Linked DNA regions of Sus scrofa: all the other regions are linked to region 3. The links are chromatin contacts, called in public HiChIP or PLAC-seq maps. All regions are on one chromosome and are shown on one strand. Each heading gives the region's core, a stretch centred on a gene start, on an enhancer-like site or on the middle of the called end of the contact. The rest is flanking DNA. Distances are from core to core; before and after follow the strand shown.

Region 1 (3,254 bases), core at 270-2,769, 1.1 Mb after region 3:
CCTTCGGTAGAAAAAAGATGTTTTTGGACTTGCCCTTCCCATTGCAGTCTGAGACGGGGTTAGTTAAGAACCAGTGGGGCCATCTCAGAGCAGCCAGCAAAATAACTAGTGGATCGATGCTCGACCACAACTCATTCTAGCTGTGGTCTGGGGTGAGAACGACAGAACGTGGAAGAACAAGCTCCAAGACCATTTGCTGGTACAGTAGGCAGAATAATGGTCCCCCAAGGACGTCCACATCCCAGCTCTCAGAACCTACGGATATGCTACCTATGGCAACAAAGAGCTCTGCACAGGTGGTCAAGGCCGTGGCTTTGAGATGGGGGTGGTTCAGTGGGCCCTGTCTGATCACATGCATCCTTTATAGCGAGACCCTTTTCCAGCTTGATCGGGGAAGACTGGACTAGAGAAAAATGGTCAGAGATGCATATTGCTGGTTTCGAAGGTGGGGGAAGATTCTGAACCAAGGAATGCAGGTGTCCTGTAGAAACTGGAAAAGCCAATGGCACGGATTCTCCCCTGGAGCCTCCAAAAAGAAATGGAGGCCCAACACGTGCCTCAGTTTTAGCCCAGAGAGGCCTGTGTCACACTTCTGACCAAGAGACCTGTAAAATAATACATTTGCGTTAAGCCACCAAGGTTGTGGTCATTTGTTACAGCAGCAACAGGAAACTAGTCCAGCTGCTGACTCCCATATGGAAATCCTAAACCTTGTCCTAAGATGGTTCAGTGAATCAAGCCCACATCGATCAGGTGAACCCTGAAGCAGGCAGCACTTAGCCTATTCCCAGAAACTTCCTGCAGGAGCCTCTCCTCGTTTGCCAAGGATTTGCAAGGTGGTCATCTGAAGAAGCTCTGTGTCGAGCCCCCCAAAAGCCAAGCTCCTCTTTGCGGACTTGTGAACTATACCCACACTTCTGACCTGAATTATAGGAGGGCCTGCTGGCTCTTCCACGTCAGCTATGAGGCCACAGAGTCTGGCAGACAAGCCCCAAACATAGCTTTCCTCTTGACTCAGGAGGCTGTATTTTTCACCCCATTTTTTTCAATTAGGTAAGATTGAGGATCCATCTGGTCAAAAATGTAACAAGGCACAGTCACAGATCACGCTCCCAAGAGGATGAGGGGTCTACCCATGACATTTTGCTCTTTTTGGGTGGGGGGGGCTTTTTAGGGCCACACCCGTGGCATGTGAAGGTTCCCAGGCTAGGGGTCTAATCGGAGCTACAGCTGCCAGCCTACACCACAGCCACAGCAACACCAGATCCGAAACACCTCTGCCACCTACACCACAGCTCACGGCAACGTTAGATCCTTAACCCACTGAGCGAGGCCAGGGATCAAACCTCTACCTCATGGTTCCTCGTCGGGTTCGTTTCCGCTGCACCACAACAGGAACTCCGACATTTTGTTCTTTTTAATCTTGGTGATCTTGGTTCCTCAAGGTAGTTTTTAGAACCTGCCTTCTCAGAAGGGCTTTAACAGCGTCAGACTGTACACCGTCTTCAAGAGGTTGTTGGCGCCCCCTCGTGGTCTTGCGATGCACTCTCCCGACGTAGCACCTTTCCTTCAAACACACCCATCCCTCTTTAGAGTTTGGTGGAAAATGTCACAGATTCGTTTTTAGGCCCTTTAGAGGCTAAACCTTCGCAATTTGCCGGAGACTCGGGTTTCCTACTACCCAGAATTATCCGTTTTAAAACTAGGAAAGTCCTGGAAAGACTAGAATGTCTTGGTCTCTCTCCATACCCTGGCCCCTTCAGACCCCACAGGAAAATTACCCCAAGAGGGCATCGTCTTCCTGTCCTGGGCACTGCAGTGGTCTGAACCAAACACAACTTTGGACCTGAACAGTAATGCCTTTACTAATGCATCTCGATTTGAGATCAGCAGCTGACTTGTGCATACTTTGCTTATGATAGGAAAATAACAGTTGGAGACGTATAAATTATCTCTGGAGTCTCATTTAAAAAACCATGAGGAGGTAGTTTCCATCCTGGCTCAGTGGAAACAAACCTGACTTGTATCCATGAGGTCACAGGTTTGACCCTTGGCCTCTCTAAGTGGGTTAAGGAGCCAGTGTTGCCATGAGCTGTGGTGTAGGTTGAAGACCTGGCTCGGATGCCACGTTGCTGTGGCTGTGGTACAACCCAGCAGCTATGGCTCAGATTTCGACCCCTAACCTGGGAACTTCCACATGCCGCAGGCGCAGCCCTGAAAACACCCCTCCCCCCAAAAAAAAACCTGAGGAAAGAAGGGAGGAGGAAGCGTGGTGGGTGGGAGAGTAGCCATGGAAATTCTGATTACCTCTAAAATGTTCAGATTCAGCTTTCTCAATTTGTTGAGAATTCTCTAGCTCATTTGCATAATTCTTTGGAAATTGTAGTTTGCTTAAAAAATAAAAAAGGCACCTGCTTTCTCTTTTTCTTTGTAATGTTTATGTTTAAGAAGACCAGGAGTTCCTGTCATGGCTCAGTGGTTAATGAACTCAACTAGTATGCATGAGGACGCAGGTTTGATCCCTGGCCTTGCTCAGTGGGTTAAGGATCTGGTATTGCTATGAGCCGTGGCGTAGGGTGCAAATGAGGCTTGGATTCCGCGCTGCTGTGGCTCTGGTGTAGGCCAGCAGTTAGAGCTCTGATCTGACCCCTAGCCTGGGAACCTCCATATGCTGCTGGTGTGGCTAAAAAAAAAAAAAAAAAAGGAAGACCAAAGGTCTGGAACTGTCTTTTTACAAGGAAGAAAGTCTAGTGCTTTAAAGACACTCATGTCGGTTTCAGTGACCAACTGAAGAAAGTTCTATGTATTGAGGTGAGGAAGGGAGGGGACTGGGAATTTTACATTTTTTGTTCAAGTGGAAACTAGTCAGTTAATCAGAAATATCTTAAAGCTTATTGAGGGAATTCTTATGACCAGTGTGGATTTTAGAATGCTTTCCTTTTAATATTGAAAGATGGCAAGAGTTCCCGTCGTGGCCCAGCGGTTTACGAATCCAACTAGGAACTATGAGGTTTCGGGTTCGATCCCTGGCCTTGCTCAGTGGGTTAAGGATCCGGCGTTGCCGTGAGCTGTGGTGTAGGTTGCAGACGAGGCTCGGATCCCCTGTTGCTGTGGCTGTGGTGTAGGCTGGCGGCTACAGCTCCTATTAGACCTCTAGCCTGGGAACCTCCATATGCCATGGGAGCAGCCCAAGAAATGGCAAAAAGACAAATAAATAAATAAATAAAAATAAAAATGACTAGAGGATCTGAACA
Region 2 (3,432 bases), core at 647-3,146, 1.1 Mb after region 3:
AAAAAAAAAAAGAATGGATAAGCAATGAGGTCCTACTGTATAGCACAGGGAACTGTGTCCAGTCTCTTGGGATAGAACATGATGGGGGATGATATGAGAAAAAGAATGTATGTATATATATGTGTGTGTGTATACACATATATATACACATATATATATATATATATATATATATATCTGGGTCACTTTGCTGTACAGTAGAAACTGGCAAAACATCGTAAATAAACTATAATTTAAAAAATACAAAAAAAGACCCTGAAAAAAAATTTAAAAAAGAAACATGATAGCCCTTAAAGAAACTATGCTATCTTGTAGGAAATATGTAAAGAGTTAAATGAAGAAAGTTCTAGAGCTCAGGGCTCTCTCCTGCTGAGTTCAGCATTCAGTATTAAAAAAAAAAAAAAAAAAAAAGACCTCCCCCTTACTCCCCAAAGGGTTTCATACAAAATAATGCATGAAAGTATATGATATGAAATACACAACCTGGAAAAGCTCCTCAGGTCGAGCGTGCACGCTTACACACACACATACACACACACTCACACTGACCCTCTAGCCACACCCCATTGATCTTAGAAGACCCAGGCTCTTGGGAGTTGGTGGTTGGACCAGCAAACCTAGACACCAGGAGTTGACGCCTGTGGTGTCAAGGGCATCTCTCGGTAAGAGGGACAGCTGAGCGAGGAAGGGGCAACTTAACCAACACCCCCTCTGAACCGTGAAACCCCAGTCTCCCTCCAGAGCATCCCCAGTTTTCAATTCACTTTGATTAAATCGATAAGCCAGAATCCACTTCTGTGGTTTGTAACCAAAAGGACTTCACCAACCACAGCTATCTTGATGAATCTGCCCCTTGCCTGTCTCCGCTCCGTCCACCGGCGCATCCACGTGCCTGCGTGGAAGACAACCTAAGCAGACCTGTGCCGGGTGCTTTCAAACGAAGCAGGTCAAGGTTTTGCTCCTGAGGCTGTAATAATCCAGCCACAGAAACTGTGCTCAGGCCCTCAAAACATCAGGTAACGCAAAATCGGGCGAGGCCCTGGGCTGCAGTGAAAAGACACCTGTGCTGGGGAAGAAAACACGCTCGCCCAGCGCAGGAAAAGACCCCGCCCTGGAGCGCGGGCTTCTTTTCTCTCCAGCCCTCGGTAGTGAATCTGGACTTTGTAGTTTCCTAAGTGATTTCTCTTGCCTTTCAGTCCAGATGCAAAGGAGAAGTATTTACAACATCTGCAAGAATGACTAGGAGCTGCAGGGTGTGTCAATAGCCCCGCTTGATAAGGATTAATTTTAAATTCTGTACCCAAGAAGGCTCCAATCTGAGGTGCGGGTCCCAATTCGGGGATGGTTGCATTTCGGATTTTGCCTTCCCAACCACAACCAGGTTTCCATCTAATCCGAAGACAGGCGGGTGGGAGGGCGGACTGGAGGAAGGAGGGCTTTCAAGGAAGACGCTCTGCTCCGGGTCCTCACTTCCTGCCCGCAACTCTTTTCTTTCTGTGGCTCCAGGATCCTGCTGGCCGCTTTTCCCACGCACGTCCTCAACTTCACGCAGCCTTTCAGAGACTCCCGCGAGATAACGTCGGATGTGAAAGTTGTTTGTAAACGAAGCATCGGCTTAATGTTTCCATTATTGCCTGTGTCTTTATCCCACGTGTGCAGGCGACTCCCTCCTCTTCCTCCCACTCTCCCTGTCCCCTTCCCCGGGATGAGGGAATTCAGGCCAAGCTGGCCTGGTGCCCGGAGGTGCCAGTCAATTATGGGGCTGAGACTCTATGCCCCAGGCAGGGCCACAAAGCCACCAGGCTCCCCCGTTTCAGTTGGTCTCAGCCCAGCAGAGTCATTCATGAGCCAGCATCCCCTGCTGCTTCTCAGCCACCACTGGGAGCCTGTGACTCGGTCAGGGCACGGTGACAGAGACACACGCTAAGTGCGACCAAGCCCTCTGCTGGGACGCTGTGGTCGGCTTAGTGTGACTTGAGCTCAAGGAAGTGGTTTCAGGAGATAACACTCCCTTGACCCACAGGGGCGGGATGGGTTATCCCTATCGCCCGAGAAGGTCACCAAAATGAACCTGGTAACTTGAAAGCGAGACTCAGAAGGGCCCCGAGAAAGAGCTCCCCGGACTGGAGACAGCAGAACTCGCCACTTTTCATCTTCAAAGCCCAGAACCTCAATTAAGTAATTAATAGGTCTGGTCATGTTCGCAGCTCTCTGAAAATGAGACTGGGGGAGCTCTGGCTTTCCTTCCAGGGGATGTGCTTTCCTGGCGAGCCCAGAGAACTGCCTAAGAAGGCGATCAGTAACCCAGTAACCATCCTTGCTCTTCACCCCTCGCTCCGCACCCCGCAGGGAGGCAAGTTCCAAATCCGCTCTGAGGGTTCAGGGGCTGCCCCAGCCGGGAAATGCGACCAGACGTTGTACTTTGCTGCCCTCTTGAGGATGCTCTGAGGATAGCGGGCATCCAGTAATAGGAAGAAACCGGCTTTTTTTTACCCCTTGGAAGAGCGTCTGGTATGATCAAGACTTCTTCAAAATAGGAAAATACTAACCTAGAGTATAATAAATCCTCTCTTTTAAAAAAATTCAAAACCTAGAGGACTGTGTTGATACTGAGTTAAGAGTTCCAAGGGCCAATACCTTCCCAAAGAAACGAGAAGTTTCTTGAATTAATGGATGAGAACCAATCTTCAACATCAGAGGGCTAAAGGAAGGTAATTGCCCTCGATATTTATTTTCAATTTGGAAGATCCAAAGCAAGAAGACTTTGAAGCAGTCAAGAACTGATTAGAATTCTAGGCTTGGTGCCAAGGGGATAAATTGTCTGGTGACTTTTTGCAGAGTTATTGACTCCCTTTGCATCTGAGGCCCAGAGCCCAGCAGGGTATAAAAGCTTCAAAAAGCGCTCAGAAAAGGGCGTCATGCCCAGCACTGACAAGATGCAGAGTGCCAGGTCTGCGGGACTGTCCCCCATCATAACCCAGTCACCCCAGGGGGCTGCTGGCAGCTCAGTCCGCTCGAAGACCCATGACTGGCTTCGCCCATGAGGAGTTGCCATCTCTGCATATTTTGAAGGCTGTCTGGTCTCTCGTGGTTTACGGCTCTGGGCTGGTATGTCTGGGGATTTCTTGCTCTAGATAACATGTTTTAAATAAGTAAAAAAGCTCCAACACACACACACGTACACGCACACGAAATGTGTGTCCCCAAGCTGAACTCTCTTCAATTAACTTGTATGTATGTATGTATTTTTGCTTTTTTAGGGCTGCACCTGTGGCACATGGAAGTTCCCAGGCTAGGGGTCGAATCAGAGCCAGACACAGATCCCAGCCACATCTGCAACCAATACCACAACTTGCAGCAACACCGGATCCTTAACCCACTGAGTGAGGCCAGGGATTGAGCCCACATCCTCCTGGATACTAGTTGGGTTTG
Region 3 (3,493 bases), core at 449-2,948:
GAATTAGCCTTACAACTGTACAGGCTTGGGGATTACAGATTTTTCTTGCCCCTTCACTTTTCTTGAGTGAATTTTCCACTAGACATCATGATTAAGCACAGGGACCCCAGAGTCAGGCTAAGTTCAAATACTGTCTCCATCATTTGCATCTAAATGACCCTGAGTAGGTCAGGTCACTTCAGTGTTCTCACCTACCAGATGGGTTAGTAATAACACATACCCCAGAGGGTGACATATATTAAAGCGCATAGTCTTACATGTGCTTGATTTTAAAAATTTATATATTTTTCTCCCCCCCCAGCTTTATGAGATATAATTGACATATAACACTCTAAGTTTAAGCTGTACAACACGATGATTTGATACACATATATGTTGCAAAATGATTACCACAATAGGACTAGTTGTGTGTTTGCAGTATTTGCTAATATTTTTTTTTTCTTCTTTGTGGCATTGCTGATCACTTAAACAAATGTTTTCCAAATACCAGTTCAAGGACTAGCAATAGCAGAATCACTTAAGGATCTTTCATAAAATATAGACGTATGAGCTCCTTCTCTGGGGCATTTATTTCAGTAATTTTGAGATGGGGGTTAGGGACTTACAGTCTTTAAAACTTTTCAACAGGTGGTTCTGATGCTTGTCTAGATTTTGGAGACAGTGACATAAACTACCCAGAGATGTTGCTGTCTATCCAAGTCCAGTCATGGTGTAAGGACCTCATGTTATCTGTACACTGGCCATTTCCAAGTCCCAGTTCCCTTTTAACATGGAGTACGCGCCATCCAAAGTGCTGACTTTGGGATGGTTTCCTCCAACCACTATCTTTTAAGGCCGCCCCCTCCAAGTGAGGCTGAACAGCAGCCACTGTTTGTTTGGCTTGTGCCTTTGGTATTCAGCTGACTCATGGATAAATCAAGCTTGGGCTTTCCCCTGCTCCATCAGCTGGTCATAACGGACCTCCCATGTGGCCATGGGTATGAGCTAAGGGGAGGCACTGATGCAGCAATGGTGAATACCATGGAGATCTGGGGTACCTGCTGGGATAACTTGTTTATGCCCTGATCTGGATGCACCACTTTCATCTTACAATAGATGGCTGTTGGGTATGTGGCTTCCTGGGTGTGACGGAACCCAGCTCATCATGGATGGTTGATTACCTCGTGTCCCCTGGTTGGGGACAGCAGCATGCGGGGTGCTCTTTATTCTAAAGCTATATTGTTATTAGATGTAGTGGACATGTTTGCTCCAGAACTCTTAAGTTTCGGAGTTGTGATTTTCCCAATTTGGATTGCCAAAAACTCCACACTGTGTTTCTTTTCCATCACTAGTACTACTAATGCCAGAGGGTCTGCTGGGCCATGAAGCTTAGGCCATAGGGCCATTTATGCTGTGGCAGGACTTTTGCAGAGATTTCCCTGTTTTGATGGCCATTCTATCCCTTGTTATATGGATACGAGCAATATTCCCAACTGTGAAACTAGTGTCCCTGAAACCTAAAGGCTATTGTGCTGCAGTTTTACTTTTTTTTTTTTTAAGAAGGGGTGAGATAATAATTTGTTATTTACTTTGGCTGAGATATCCTGAAATGCCTAGACCCTAGACCTTTAAAAAGTTTGCTGATGTGGCCTGTGATGGTTAGTTCCCATTTTATTTATGGCATGAGTCTGACTTGTGAAGGCTTTGAGTATCCTTGACACTTCTTGCTCATCAGGTCTGATTTACATGATGTCACCCCCAGCCTGATATCCTGCAAATGCCCAGCTTGTCCAGGGCTCCTCAGACTATATTATGACAGAGAGAAGAGAGTTAGCATAGCCCTGGGTCAACACTGCAAATGAATACCGTTGTCTGTTCTGAGCAAATGTGAACTGTTTCTGATCCTTCTTTTTGATAGGGATGAAAGGACAGAGTTCCCAGATCAAAGGCTGCACACCATGTACCTGAGCCTGTGTTTAAGAAAAAATAGACTATCTGGTAAGGAAGCTTCAGTGCCAGCTGTGGCTGCTGCTTGTTTAAGTCTGTAGGAGTCTGTCACCCTCCAGGACCGATGTGAGTTCTGCAGGGCCCAGACTGATTAATTCAATGGTGATATGATAACAGCCACACTCTGCATCCTGTAGGTACTTAAGGGTAGTTCTAAGCTTCAAAATCCAAACCTCCCCCTCTAACCCATCCAAGGATACGATATCGTTTTTGATTTACTCTCTTGGCTGGGGTAGGAGACAGTTTAGAAACTTCCCCCTTGAGCTTCCTCACTGTGATAGCTCTTATTTGTGTAAGCCTTGGCAACCATCAGTTTATCTGTTCCTAAACACTTGGGGACTGGGGGCATGATTCTTTCCCACCAGGAGCTCTGAGCTTTGTCCAAGCAGAGCTGCCAGGTTTGGTTGAGATCCCGTGGAACCCTGCTATTTTCATGAATAAGTCCTGTGCCTGATCCTTAGCTTTCTCTGCAATTTGAATACGAGGGCTGAGTCTCTTTAGGAGCTGGCAAGGAGGACTTCTGCCTTTCACACTTAGCATTTCATTGATGGTTAACATCCTCAGGCTTTTGCTGTCACCCTCCCAAACATCAAGAGACCTGGACAACAGCCATCCAATCTTACCTCTTCAGAATGGCTCTTTCCTGTTTGTATTTCTCAAACAGCCAGTGGAAATGCACGGGCCATGCATTTCCTGCCCCAGTTCTCTGCTGCTTTGAACCTCGAGCTGCGTGATAGAGATTCACTGCTAGCTGGGCAGTGGGTGGTCCAGTTCTGAAATTATATTAATTAGCCTTGCTTTCTGGAACCACTTCTGGCATCAGGGTGGGTTCCTGAAGCAGACGGTGAGGGGCACATCAGCATGGTGGACGTTGGTTAGGGGCACTCTGGTGATCCAACCAGGGAGGAAGCAGCAGGGGCCAGAGGAGAAATTGAACAATGTGGCTCTTATCCCATGGAAGCTGGCATCGTTTTCAGAATCCTGCTGAGTTGGAGCAGGAGGTCAGGCTGCCATGCTCCTGACTTGTCAGCCAGTCATTAGACTTCAGGTTTTGCAGGAAAAGGGTGTGATCTCATGCAAGGTGGTTCTCATCAGCCCAGGGCAGCATCTGCAGAGCAAGGACAGTCCTCCCAGCTCTGCAGAAATGCACCTTTCAGTCCCGAAGGGGATCCGAAAAATGCAGAGGGTGGCCATGCCAATCACTCCCCACTATTTGTTGTATTGGGCTCCCTTCGAGCCTCACATGGCAGCGCTGATCCCTTTTTCTGGTGGTTGGAGCGAATGCTGAAATCGTGCCACAGATTGGAGGCAGCCCTTGGACTGGGGGTACCATCATTAGAAGCTCTCTTCTCATTGTCTCCGGAATGTTAAGTCTTTTCCATGGAGACATGCTATCCTAGAAGGCTTAGGCCACACTTGGCCATCTCTATCTCTCAGACACCAATTCTCGGGGGTGAATTGGAGCCTCCACCTGCTGCTGGGCTGTCATCAAGCCAGAAGCGACACT
Region 4 (3,100 bases), core at 203-2,702, 1.0 Mb after region 3:
GCAATGGTCTACCTCTGAAGCAATTACTCTTTTCCTTGGAAATGTCCCTGCTGTGTGTGTGTCCCTTCGAATTTATTGTGGAAGTCTTTTGAGTTGGTCTGCACCCAAGACAGTGGGCACCTTAAATCCAAGAACTCTAGCTGCTCCAACTGACCAGTTCAGATGTAAGGGGGGCTTCTCTTTCCACAGGGACGTTGCATGTGCACTCTCAAATCACCTCTCACAGCTACACTTGGGAATAGTCTGGACTTCAGTTAGCCAGGGAGTAATAGAAAGGCGTTTTATAGCATGAGGGTGTGAAATAGATAAAAACCAAGGCGACCCATTTCAGCACCCAAGCATGACCCTGCGCTGTCTTGGAGGGTGGGCCTGGGAGAATTCCAGAGGTGCTTTCACCGGTGGCAGAGAACAGCATGGGAGACTGCTCTTCAACTTGGCAGCTCTCCCTCTGAGAAACCAAGCCTGGAGCCCAGGCCTGAAAAGTGTTGTCATCCGCCTGGGGGCAGGAGGGGGTTGGGATACTTAAAAGAAAAGTGGCTGCCTGGCGGCCAGCTTTGAGAGCCTGCACAGCTCTGAGCCAGCTTTCCCTGAATCCACCCCCCAGCCCCACCTGGGCTTCCTTTTGCAGGAGGGACCTGTGCTCTGTCTCTTTCTCTTCCCTTTGTAGACAGACTCCACACCTTGTCTGAAAAGAGTTGTCATCTGGAGGTTTTCTTTTCTTTTTTTCTTTTTAAATAATGTTTAGCTGCCAACCTGGGCGACAGACAGCATGCATTAATCTGAGTCATGCAAAAGATCCTTTTAAGGCAGCCATTATCTGCTCAGGCTGTTTAATCCTTTGGGGGCAGTGGGAGGGGCCCAGAGTGGGTCTGCTTTCATCCACATCGAGCTGCAGAAGGAAGACTTGAGCTGCCATGGCAAATATTTAGCCCCATCGGTAGGGAAACAATCCCAACTAAAATGCCTGAACCGCCTAATCCCCAGATTTCCTACTTTTTAAAAGCTCCCTGGGAATATGAGGGGTCCCCATCTCTGCCAACACTACCACTGAGTAAGGGGGCACCAAGCCAGCCAAAAGGACAAACGAGCTAAGGCAGGGTGGGTGAACTGTGCGTGATTGGTGGGGCTTGGTAGGGGGAATCCAATTGGACATAAAAATGAAAACAAATAGGTGAATAGGTATATTGAGTCTGAGCCTATCTAGAGGGCCGAAGCTATTCTGTTATCAAAATATATATATAAAGGATAATTAGACCAAATGGATGGTCTTTTGTAGTGTGGCATTGGTACAGTGCAGACAGAAGAAGAATCACAGGCAACATCTAAGATCTTACAGATACTGTGCCCACAAGTGAAAGAGCTATTTTCCCCTGACAGCTGAGACTGTCACATCATTCCATTACTTATGTCCGTGACAAACCACGGACTCACTGAGGATTCCAGTAACTTGCTGCCATCACCAGGTTACCATGTAGTGGTTGGAACAGACTGGCAGAGCATGTCCAGACACCGTCATGAAACAGGGTGACCTTTCATTCATTTTCCAGTGGATTCACCTTTTTGTCTCAGGGCAAATGAAGCAAGAGGAATAATGGGTGGAGTCATTTATTTGTGTCCGGAATATTGCATCAGATGACAACAAATTGTGTTTGCCTAATGCTTTTCCTCCTACCTCGGCTTCTCCCTGGACTATAGAAATCTTAACTGGAAAAATGGAGTAAAGCTTCCTGTTAACTCTCAAGCATGTCACGGCTCTCTGTGTGAGCAAAAACAAGTGACAGGGGCTTGCTCACAGATGGCCCCAGTGGGCAGGGACGAACCCTGTGGAATGAGGTGCGGCCTGGCTTCAGGATGAGCTAGAGAGTGTCCGTGGAAGGGCGGCCCTAGAACCACTGTCAGTTTACAACTTTTTCCCCTACCCACATGTCTGACTCGCTTTGAAAAGATTAACAGGAGTGTTTGTTTGAAAGTCAGACTCCTGGTTTCCTCATTAGTGGAGAGATCTGCCGCAGACTTCGGTTGTTTCTGTAAACTTTAATTACCTTTTTGATGAGGAGTATATCCCCTCATCACATGCACCCCAAATTTACAGAGGAGTTCATTTGGAGGGAAGGAAGGCTGAGGAGAGGGAGGGAGAGAGGAGAGATGAGAGAGAGACAGAGAGAGAGAGAACACTAGCTCTCCCTGCTGGAATAACAGACTTGAAATATGAGGAAGTTGATCAACAGCCGATGCCTTCCAAAAAGAGATTAATTCACCCGGTAGCTTTCCTTTCAGAGCTAGCTCTTGGCTCCATCAAGTTTCTCTGTGGGCCTATACACAAAAGGACACAGGCCACATGCCATCCTGAGCTTGGAGTTATTTTCTATGTTGATTTGAGAACTTATAAATTTTAAAACATTCAATTCTTGTCTCTGTTGTTTTGTTGCTGACGTAAAGACTATAGTCCTGGCCTGGTCATTTAATGAATAATTAATTCTAAGGAACAGAAACTACCCCAGGACACCATCCTACATCCACAGTGGTAGGTCTCAGTGGGGGTATTTTTGCTCCCCTCACCCCTACCACCAGGACAGCTGGAAAGTCTGGAGACCTTGTTGGTTGTCACAATGGGGGGAGTGAGGGCACTACTGACATCTGGTGGGCAAAGGCCAAGGATGCTGCCAAACATCCCACAATGCACTGGACAGCCCCCCCCCACTGCCGCAGCAAGTCTGGCCCCAAATACCAGTAGTGCCACTGTCAGGAAACTGATCTACAGGACACAGGAAACCCATCCTGGCACCCAAACCCCCCAGGACTTTGGCAGCCCGTGGTTAAGAAAACTGTAGAAAGACGCAACAAAAGACAGCCAAAGTCAATCTGGTCTGTGAAACTGTAAATGCCATAATCCTAAAACAATGTGTTTTATAGACAAAGTTTTGCCATTCCTGGTAAAATTTCAACATGTACAAAAACAGAGTAGACCAATCAAGGTCCTGGAGCCACTCCTGTTAACAAATCAGTGAAATATATATTAGAGAAAACCCTGTGAAATCAAGGCTATCCTATTTCTAAAGATGTGGGAGTGATCTGAAGATAGATATAAGGAAGAAAAGAG

The links. HiChIP or PLAC-seq counts read pairs in DNA pulled down with a chosen protein or histone mark.
Region 1: a contact with region 3 is called in an H3K27ac HiChIP or PLAC-seq map of alveolar macrophages. The contact joins two enhancer-like sites. A contact is called at or near these places in 13 of 47 Hi-C or Micro-C datasets (alveolar macrophages, blood, embryonic fibroblasts and 7 more) and 2 of 2 datasets of contacts at active chromatin or transcription factors (alveolar macrophages and skeletal muscle).
Region 2: an H3K27ac HiChIP or PLAC-seq map of alveolar macrophages shows a contact between it and region 3. The contact joins two enhancer-like sites. A contact is called at or near these places in 26 of 47 Hi-C or Micro-C datasets (alveolar macrophages, blood, embryonic fibroblasts and 13 more) and 2 of 2 datasets of contacts at active chromatin or transcription factors (alveolar macrophages and skeletal muscle).
Region 4: an H3K27ac HiChIP or PLAC-seq map of alveolar macrophages shows a contact between it and region 3. The contact joins two enhancer-like sites. A contact is called at or near these places in 1 of 47 Hi-C or Micro-C datasets (embryonic fibroblasts) and 2 of 2 datasets of contacts at active chromatin or transcription factors (alveolar macrophages and skeletal muscle).

The regions. Positions count from the first base shown.
Region 1 is chr13:198,273,341-198,276,594 of Sscrofa11.1, reverse strand. All of the region lies in intron 1 of CLIC6 (chloride intracellular channel protein 6), which reads right to left. Among named protein-coding and RNA genes, the nearest start is that of CLIC6, 24 kb to the right of the region's middle. Within about 2 kb of position 1,519, at least 1 of the 83 cell types and tissues checked has an H3K27ac peak or open chromatin away from gene starts, as enhancers often do. A contact at or near this core is called in alveolar macrophages, where this site is marked.
Region 2 is chr13:198,338,160-198,341,591 of Sscrofa11.1, reverse strand. No RefSeq gene overlaps it. Among named protein-coding and RNA genes, the nearest start is that of CLIC6, 89 kb to the right of the region's middle. Within about 2 kb of position 1,896, at least 20 of the 83 cell types and tissues checked have an H3K27ac peak or open chromatin away from gene starts, as enhancers often do. A contact at or near this core is called in alveolar macrophages and retroperitoneal adipose tissue, where this site is marked.
Region 3 is chr13:199,388,001-199,391,493 of Sscrofa11.1, reverse strand. No RefSeq gene overlaps it. Among named protein-coding and RNA genes, the nearest start is that of SETD4, 200 kb to the left of the region's middle. Within about 2 kb of position 1,698, at least 5 of the 83 cell types and tissues checked have an H3K27ac peak or open chromatin away from gene starts, as enhancers often do. A contact at or near this core is called in alveolar macrophages and retroperitoneal adipose tissue, where this site is marked.
Region 4 is chr13:198,377,648-198,380,747 of Sscrofa11.1, reverse strand. All of the region lies in intron 7 of RUNX1 (runt related transcription factor 1), which reads left to right. Among named protein-coding and RNA genes, the nearest start is that of CLIC6, 130 kb to the right of the region's middle. Within about 2 kb of position 1,452, at least 16 of the 83 cell types and tissues checked have an H3K27ac peak or open chromatin away from gene starts, as enhancers often do. A contact at or near this core is called in alveolar macrophages, where this site is marked.